Regions from separate parts of the Oryctolagus cuniculus genome. Here region 2 is linked to region 1. A link is a contact called in public Hi-C data. All regions are on one chromosome and are shown on one strand. Each heading gives the region's core, a stretch centred on a gene start, on an enhancer-like site or on the middle of the called end of the contact. The rest is flanking DNA. Distances are from core to core; before and after follow the strand shown. Region 1 holds the start of NDUFS5 (NADH:ubiquinone oxidoreductase subunit S5). Region 2 holds the start of MYCBP (MYC binding protein).

Region 1 (3,505 bases), core at 48-2,547:
CAATCAACTTGGGCGGCAGCGCTCCGGGGTCCTCCAGGACCCTGAACTCCCACGGCAGCACTCTGTAAGACGACCAGTTCCTTTATGTCTCGCCCATGGGAAGTGAGTGCTTTGAGGGCAGAAACTAAGCGGGGGCTCAGTAACTGCCGAACGCTCGCGTCTCTACGGGGAAGGCAGTGCCGGTTACCTCGGAGAAGACTATGACGGACGCTGGGGGAAGAATGCCATATACAGGCAAATGCATACTGATGTTAAATTTAAAAAACAGACCACAATAATGGGAGCTGTTTGCATAAGACGACCGGAGAACGGCAGGGTAACTGTGTAGGCAGCGCACCTGTACAGCTGGTGTCTAATGCGCGAAGGCAGCAGCTCCGGCGTGAGCCCCGGACACACACCCTGGGAAAGGGGAGCGCTCCAGAGGACCACGAGCGGGCAGCTGGCAGGAAGAAGCATCGACTCTGCCCAGCGGACCCGAACGTGCCTTTAAGACGAGTTCAAGAGCCCGCCAACTGAAGTCAGGCGGGCACGAGTTCCTGCCGGAGGAGGTGCGGGCGTGTTTTGGGGGACCCCCAGGCCCCGGCAGGAACAAAGCGAGCTACAGAGGCGGGCGGGGCCTCGAGCTCATAAAACACAAGGCCAAAGCACATCAGCCCGGCAGAAAGCCGAGCGAGCCTGCAAAGAGAGCGGAGGCCAGGCGGCCTCCAGGCTTCGGGGACACCGGTTGCGCGGGTGAAGGGGCCTAGGAAAGCAGACGACACCCCGAGACTTCGGCCCTGGGAGGACGGGGCGCCCAGCCAACCAAGAGGAGGTGCGTTAGAGACACCGGAAGAAAACGCCATGGCTAGGAGCCGCGCGGATACGAGCAGGCCCTACCGTGCCGTCGCCGCTGCAATGCCCTTGTCTCTTCGCAGACCGAAGCTTCAGGACGACCGGCGAGCGACGCGGACGCCTGCCGCAAAGGAAGGCGCAGCACGACGTTTCCAGCGCGACGCCCGGAGCCGGCCTCTCCGCCGCCGCCGAGACCCGGAAACCATAGAAACCAAGCACCTCCAGCTGCGCCTGCGCACCCGGCCAGCCGTGCCCGGGCCGACCTGGAGTGGTAAAACTGACCTCCGCACCGCCCCACCCCAACCTCCCTGGAGGCAGCTTTTAGGGAAGTCCGCTAGGGAGTTCTTGCTGCCACCTAGTTCTGTGCCTGGAGCTGTTATTCGACATCTGTGATGGTCAGCGACTTGGACAGCGTCACACGAGAGAAAGACCATTGATTCCGGCCACCCCAAGGGGTGCTTCAGCCCAAGGGCTGTGAACGCAGACCACGTGGGGCCAGATTCTGGGATAGTGCCTGTTTCCTCATCAGTCAGAACAGCAACACTACCCACAGTAATGGGATTAAGGGAGTTTCCTGGAAAGCGCTGAGGCCCTGGCTTGCACACTGAAAAGACTAAGCCCTTGCAGTTCTTTGATGTCTCAGTTTCTCGTTTGCCCCCTGTGTTCCAGAACCTTCCGTGACTCCCTTTGACTACATCTGAGCCTCCTAAGTGGTGTGGGGCAGGGAGGGGTAACACAGTGTGTGAGATAGGATGCATTGTGCAAATGCAAAGAAAATGCTAGAACATTTATATTTAATCTTTTAGAATTTCAGTGTTCATTGTGTAAGCAATTATAAAATGCGTAACATTACTGCAGTTGTATGTGCAGATAACTTGTGAATAAACATTGGAGGTTTGCACTGAACTCTTCCCTTTTTTAAAAAATTTATTTATTTATTTATATTTTTGACAGGCAGAGTGGACAGTGAGAGAGAGAGACAGAAAGGTCTTCCTTTTGCTGTTGATTCACCCTAAAAAGGTTGCCGCGGCCGGCGCGCTGCAGCCAGCGCACTGCGCTGATCCAATGGCAGGAGCCAGGTGCTTCTCCTGGTCTCCCACAGGGTGCAGGGCCCAGCACTTGGGCCATCCTCCACTGCCTTCCTGGGCCACAGCAGAGAGCTGGCCTGGAAGAGGGGCAACCGGGACAGAATCCAGCGCTCTGACTGGGACTAGAACCCGATGTGCCAGCGCCGCAAGGCAGAGGATTAGCCTAGTGAGCCGCGGCGCTGGTCCACTTTTCCCTTTTTTTTTATTTTTTTATTTTTTATTTTTTTTTATTTTTGACAGGCAGAGTGGATAGTGAGAGAGAGAGAGACAGAGAGAAAGGTCTTCCTTTGCCGTTGGTTCACCCTCCAATGGCCGCCGCGGCCGGCGTGCTGCGGCCGGCGCACCGCGCTGATCCGATGGCAGGAGCCAGGAGCCAGGTGCTTCTCCTGGTCTCCCATGGGGTGCAGGGCCCAAGCACCTGGGCCATCCTCCACTGCACTCCCTGGCCACAGCAGAGGGCTGGCCTGGAAGAGGGGCAACCGGGACAGAATCCGGCGCCCCGACCGGGACTAGAACCCGGTGTGCCGGCGCCGCTAGGCGGAGGATTAGCCTAGTGAGCCGCGGCGCCGGCCACTTTTCCCTTTTTAAATAGTGAACTATTCAAAACCTTTGAGAAGTTTAGTCTTCCTCTCTTCCTAACCTCATTTTACAGAATCCCCTGCCTGATGATCCAACCAAGAACGTGCTGTTCCAGCATATTCCAGGAAGTGTCTTGGGAGTCCAGTCTCCTTGCCCTTTAATTCCGTCCCCTGGAATGACACCATCACCACCCCCAACCCTATTTTTGTGTGCCAAGTTCCAGCTCTGCTTCATGTCTTTGTATGGGGTTTCCCCCAAATGGGTAGGCTGATCACCCACTCTGGAGAGATTCTGAAGGCCCTACAACTCACTGGTTTCATTCTAGCACTCAGATTCTCCCCCGGCCCTGCCCCATCAGCCATGCGCTTCACCTGAAATCTGAGTTTCAGTTCAACTAGAATTTCCTGAGCACCTAATGTATGTCTAGCAGAACACTGGGGAGTGATGTAATTGTAACTCTTGGCCCTTGATCACCAAGAATCTGAGGCAGGGTACCAATGACCATCCTTTCCGATTCCCTCCCTTCCTTGTTAGTGGGGTCATCTTCCCAGGCAGGCAGGCAGGAAATCCTGGGGTTAGAATTTGCAGTTTCCTCATCTTTCATCCACTGTTTAATTATGGCCCCGGTTCAGTCAAATAGTCCTTCACCAAGTTTCCATTTTATTTCTTCCTGTCTCCCGGCTCCCCATTTCATTCAATCTCACACAATTAGTCACCCTCTAGTACAAATCTCATGATACGAGCGTTACTCAGAAATACCACGCAGCGTTAGTACAAACACATGCAACTCAGATGCCTGCAGGGCCAATAATGCTCACTCTAAGGCAACGACAACAAAAACATGCTAAGTGGCCAGTGACACGGGACTTCAGTTTGAGGGATGGTAGACGTGACAAACTGGAGGCCGTAAGTTTTGGTAAAGGTGCAGCTACTCAGTTCTATCTTCTTATTGTTATGAGAGAAACAGGACCGCAAGTTGTCAAATCCTCAGGTTTTTCAAGAGAAGC
Region 2 (3,364 bases), core at 165-2,664, 140 kb after region 1:
TGTCAAGTGTTGCTGGAGACCTGGACAACTACACCGAGAGGTTGCCCCAAGCAGGTGTCTCTCTGCCAGCTAACCACACCTGGAAACCGAGGTGGCTCAGTGCCACGCGGGGGCCCTCCACAGAAGGTGGAAACTGGAGGTCACCTCCAAATGGTCACCTCATTCCAAACGGCAACCTCGAGGGCCAGTTCCTGGAGGGCACAACCAGCACCTTCCCACCCTCACAAGGGAACTCCCAGCTGCTTCCTGTTCCACAGGGACCCTGCTCTTTGAGAGAGCCGTCCTGTGAGCCTGGGTTGGTCAGACCCTGCAACAATCCTGTTTGTCCTCCAAATCCTGCAGTGTCCTTGACCAACAGCCTCGCGGGGAGGCGGCTTCCCACCGACCTCCAGATCTGAACAGCTCTGGCTTCTGGACCCGGTGCGCCCTACGTTATCAGCGAAGTAGCCTCGCCCAGGCGGAGCACGGACAAAACGGCCAGGGGCAGCTGTTAGGGCTGTGGCAACTGCGACTCATCTGTGCAGGGACACTTCTGAATTCAAAGACCAAGGGTTGCCAGGTCAGGATTTTTCTTATCTTCATTTTCTATAGCTCTCTTTAGAATGTGTGAAATCCACTAGGTGAAAACCACACGTTCAGCATCGCGGCTACGTGGTTTGGAGCCAGGTTTCCTACTTGGGAGGGGCCCATGGCTTTGGGAAATTGCTCTTGATCCCCATAGCGCCTTCTTTTAGCCCCTTTATCCTCTATCTTTGGACAACGGTGTGTGTGTGTGTGGGGGGGGTGATTTTGTATTTTGTGTATCCTGGGACTCCATAGCGTAGTTTCTTTGTGGACTGCAACCTCAGGTGTACGAAGTGTAACCACAATAAAATACTACACACATCTGTGGCTGTCTCCCACCGGCCTCCCGCATCGTCACCGGTCACCCAACCTCGCCACTTCACCGGCAGCTCGCACACGGCAGGGAGGCTGTGAGGATTCACGCGAAAGCACCCGTGAGCGCTCCGCGGCGCCGGCAGCTGCCGGAGCACGTGGCCGCTCGCCCTCCAGGGCCCGCACCCAGATGTGGGCGCCGCAGCCAGCACGCTCACGCCTCAGCACGCACCTTCGGACACTGGAAACGCACGGATCCCCCAGCGCCCACCGTGCGCGCGCTTCCGGGACGACCGCCCCTCCCGCCCGCGCGCTCGAGGGCCCCGCCCCCTGGCGCCACGCCCCCTCCGGCCGCACCTGGACGCTAGGCCCCAGCTCCCGAGACCTCGCTTCTCCCTCTGCAACCGAATCGCCGCGGCGACCGGAAGAGGCGCTGCTCGGACAGCCCGAGGGGCGGGCGCACGCAGCCTCCCTCGGCTCTGCCCCCGACTGGGGATCCAGAGCGTCCCGGTCGCCATGAAAACAGGCCACACCCCGGCCGCCCCGGCCCGTGGCTCGCCAGTGCGCAGTCGCGTGCGCCCTGCTGCGCATGAGCAGTGCCGGCCGGAGCCCGCCAGCCACGGTCTCCGGCGCCAGCGACGCCGCTGCCGCTGTCACTATGGCCCATTACAAAGTGAGGGGGGCGCGGCGTGGCTGGGGGCGTGTGGGCGGTCGCCAGCTGCGGGTCGGCGCCGGGCGGGAGTGGGAGCGCGCGCAGGTGTGGGGGGTCCCCGCGGTAGCGCGGTGGAGGCGGGGTTGCCGGACTCCCAGAGCCTTCTTCCTGCTCCGGCCCCTGGGCTTCGGCCCCTGACCCGCGGTGTCTCCTCAGGCCGCCGACTCGAAGCGCGAGCAGTTCCGGAGGTACTTGGAGAAGTCGGGGGTGCTGGACACGCTGACCAAGGGTGAGCATGGGCTCCGATAGGGCTCCGCGTGCCCCTCGCCCTGCCGCTCGGCGCTGCGCCCCCGGCGGGCCTCGGCGCGGGGAAGGAGGGCGAACAGGTGGGACCCGTCCGGGTCGCAGCGAGGTGGGCTCGGGGCCGGGCGCTGCCGGCCGCCGCGGGCGGGGCGGCCTGGCTCCCGCTCCCCGCTCTCCCCGCGCCGAGAGCGCAGCTCTTGCAGCTGTTGCAAAGTCGCTCCAACTTCCGCCGCTGTGCCTGGAGCAGCCGCAGTGGTCGTGTTTGCTGGAGACCTGTAGGTGCCGGTTCCTCCCGCCTCGGGGCGTTTGCGGACCCCCCCAGCCCCACCCCCACCCCGTCCCCTGAATCTTAAGACACATTTTTCCCTCCGACCCAGGGCAGCTGGGGAAAACACCAGATACGAAAGAGGGCTGTGCAGCACTCCTCGCTTCCCCCGCTGTCTTGGTCTAATTCAGTTCCTGCTGTGTGTAGATTTCGTATTGAAGGTAGAAATGCAGTGTGTGAAGCCCGAGGACACATCAGAATTTTTATATTGTGCACAAGCTTAAAGCTGGAAGTCCACTGTTACACTGTATCAGTGCCCGCGTGGGTTCAGGATCTACTGGGGGAGATGCTTCAAACAGCAGGGGTCCCAGAGGTGATAAGGGGTCTGCTTGCTTCTGAGCTCAGCAGTGTGTCGCCTGGCTCACTGGCTGGGATTTTCCAGGGTGTAGAACGGAATTGCTGGCAGAGATGAGACCAGGACCATGGGAAAAGAACAGGAAATGTCTGAGAAATAATTTGGTAACTGCTCTGTGTTCAGAAACGAGGGTTTGGGGGAAGCTTCTGGGCCAAGAACTCTCTGGTCTTAGAAGATGGTAGGGCTCTTAATTCCTATGCAGGGATGGCTGTTTGACTTGCTACCCACGTTGGGTTCGATACTAGTCTCCCTGTCTTTGCAAATACGTTTCAGCAAATGTGAAGGAATTCCTCTGTGAAAGGCTGTGCTGTGTTGTCACTGCAACTGTCGTGAATGCTTGGAATGTCATTCCCTCAAAAAATCCAGCAAACTCATTTCTTTAACCATTTTATTCAGGCCTCCTAGACACTGGGGATACAGTAGTGGGGGAAGAATGTCCCAGGCCTCATGCAGTAATATCCTAGCTGGGGAGACACAGCGTAGATAAATACTTAGTGTCAACTAGTGGTAAGTGTTAGGAATGCAAACCTAGCAAGGTTAGGGGGCCGAAGGTGGTGGGTGTGATTGTGCCACTCAGTCAAAGTGTGCGAGTACCAAGGCTTTCCTTTAGAAGTAACTTGCGAACAGAGACCTGAATGAAATGTTGAGTTCCAGGAAGTCTTACAGGTTGATCGTCTTTAAAATCCAGAATGCTCTGCTATCTGAAACATAGTGTCAGCATGACACCACAAGTGGGAAATGCAGCAGCTTGACCCCATGTAATGGGTGCCAGTCATAATGCACATTGTGTAAATTTACCCTTAGAAACACTGTGTCAGTTTGTCTTTAGGCAATATGCATAAGAGGTCTATGA

The links. A called contact is a pair of places that touch in the nucleus more often than the background predicts.
Region 2: a Hi-C map of liver shows a contact between it and region 1, with 10 times the contacts expected there. The contact joins the promoter of MYCBP here to the promoter of NDUFS5 in region 1. A contact is called at or near these places in 3 of 6 Hi-C or Micro-C datasets (ear pinna, liver and an unstated tissue).

What each region holds. Positions count from the first base shown.
Region 1 is chr7:133,831,017-133,834,521 of mOryCun1.1, forward strand. NDUFS5 (NADH:ubiquinone oxidoreductase subunit S5) reads right to left here and starts at 1,298. Exons shown (of 3, transcript XM_002715201.5): 1 at 877-1,298.
Region 2 is chr7:133,965,919-133,969,282 of mOryCun1.1, forward strand. MYCBP (MYC binding protein) reads left to right here and starts at 1,415. Exons shown (of 5, transcript XM_002715204.5): 1 at 1,415-1,549; 2 at 1,745-1,817. The coding sequence starts at 1,466. GJA9 (gap junction protein alpha 9) reads left to right here. Exons shown (of 1, transcript XM_002715203.5): 1 at 1-1,141. The coding sequence ends at 398. LOC138850675 (a long non-coding RNA gene) reads right to left here and starts at 1,370. Exons shown (of 5, transcript XR_011390769.1): 1 at 1,234-1,370.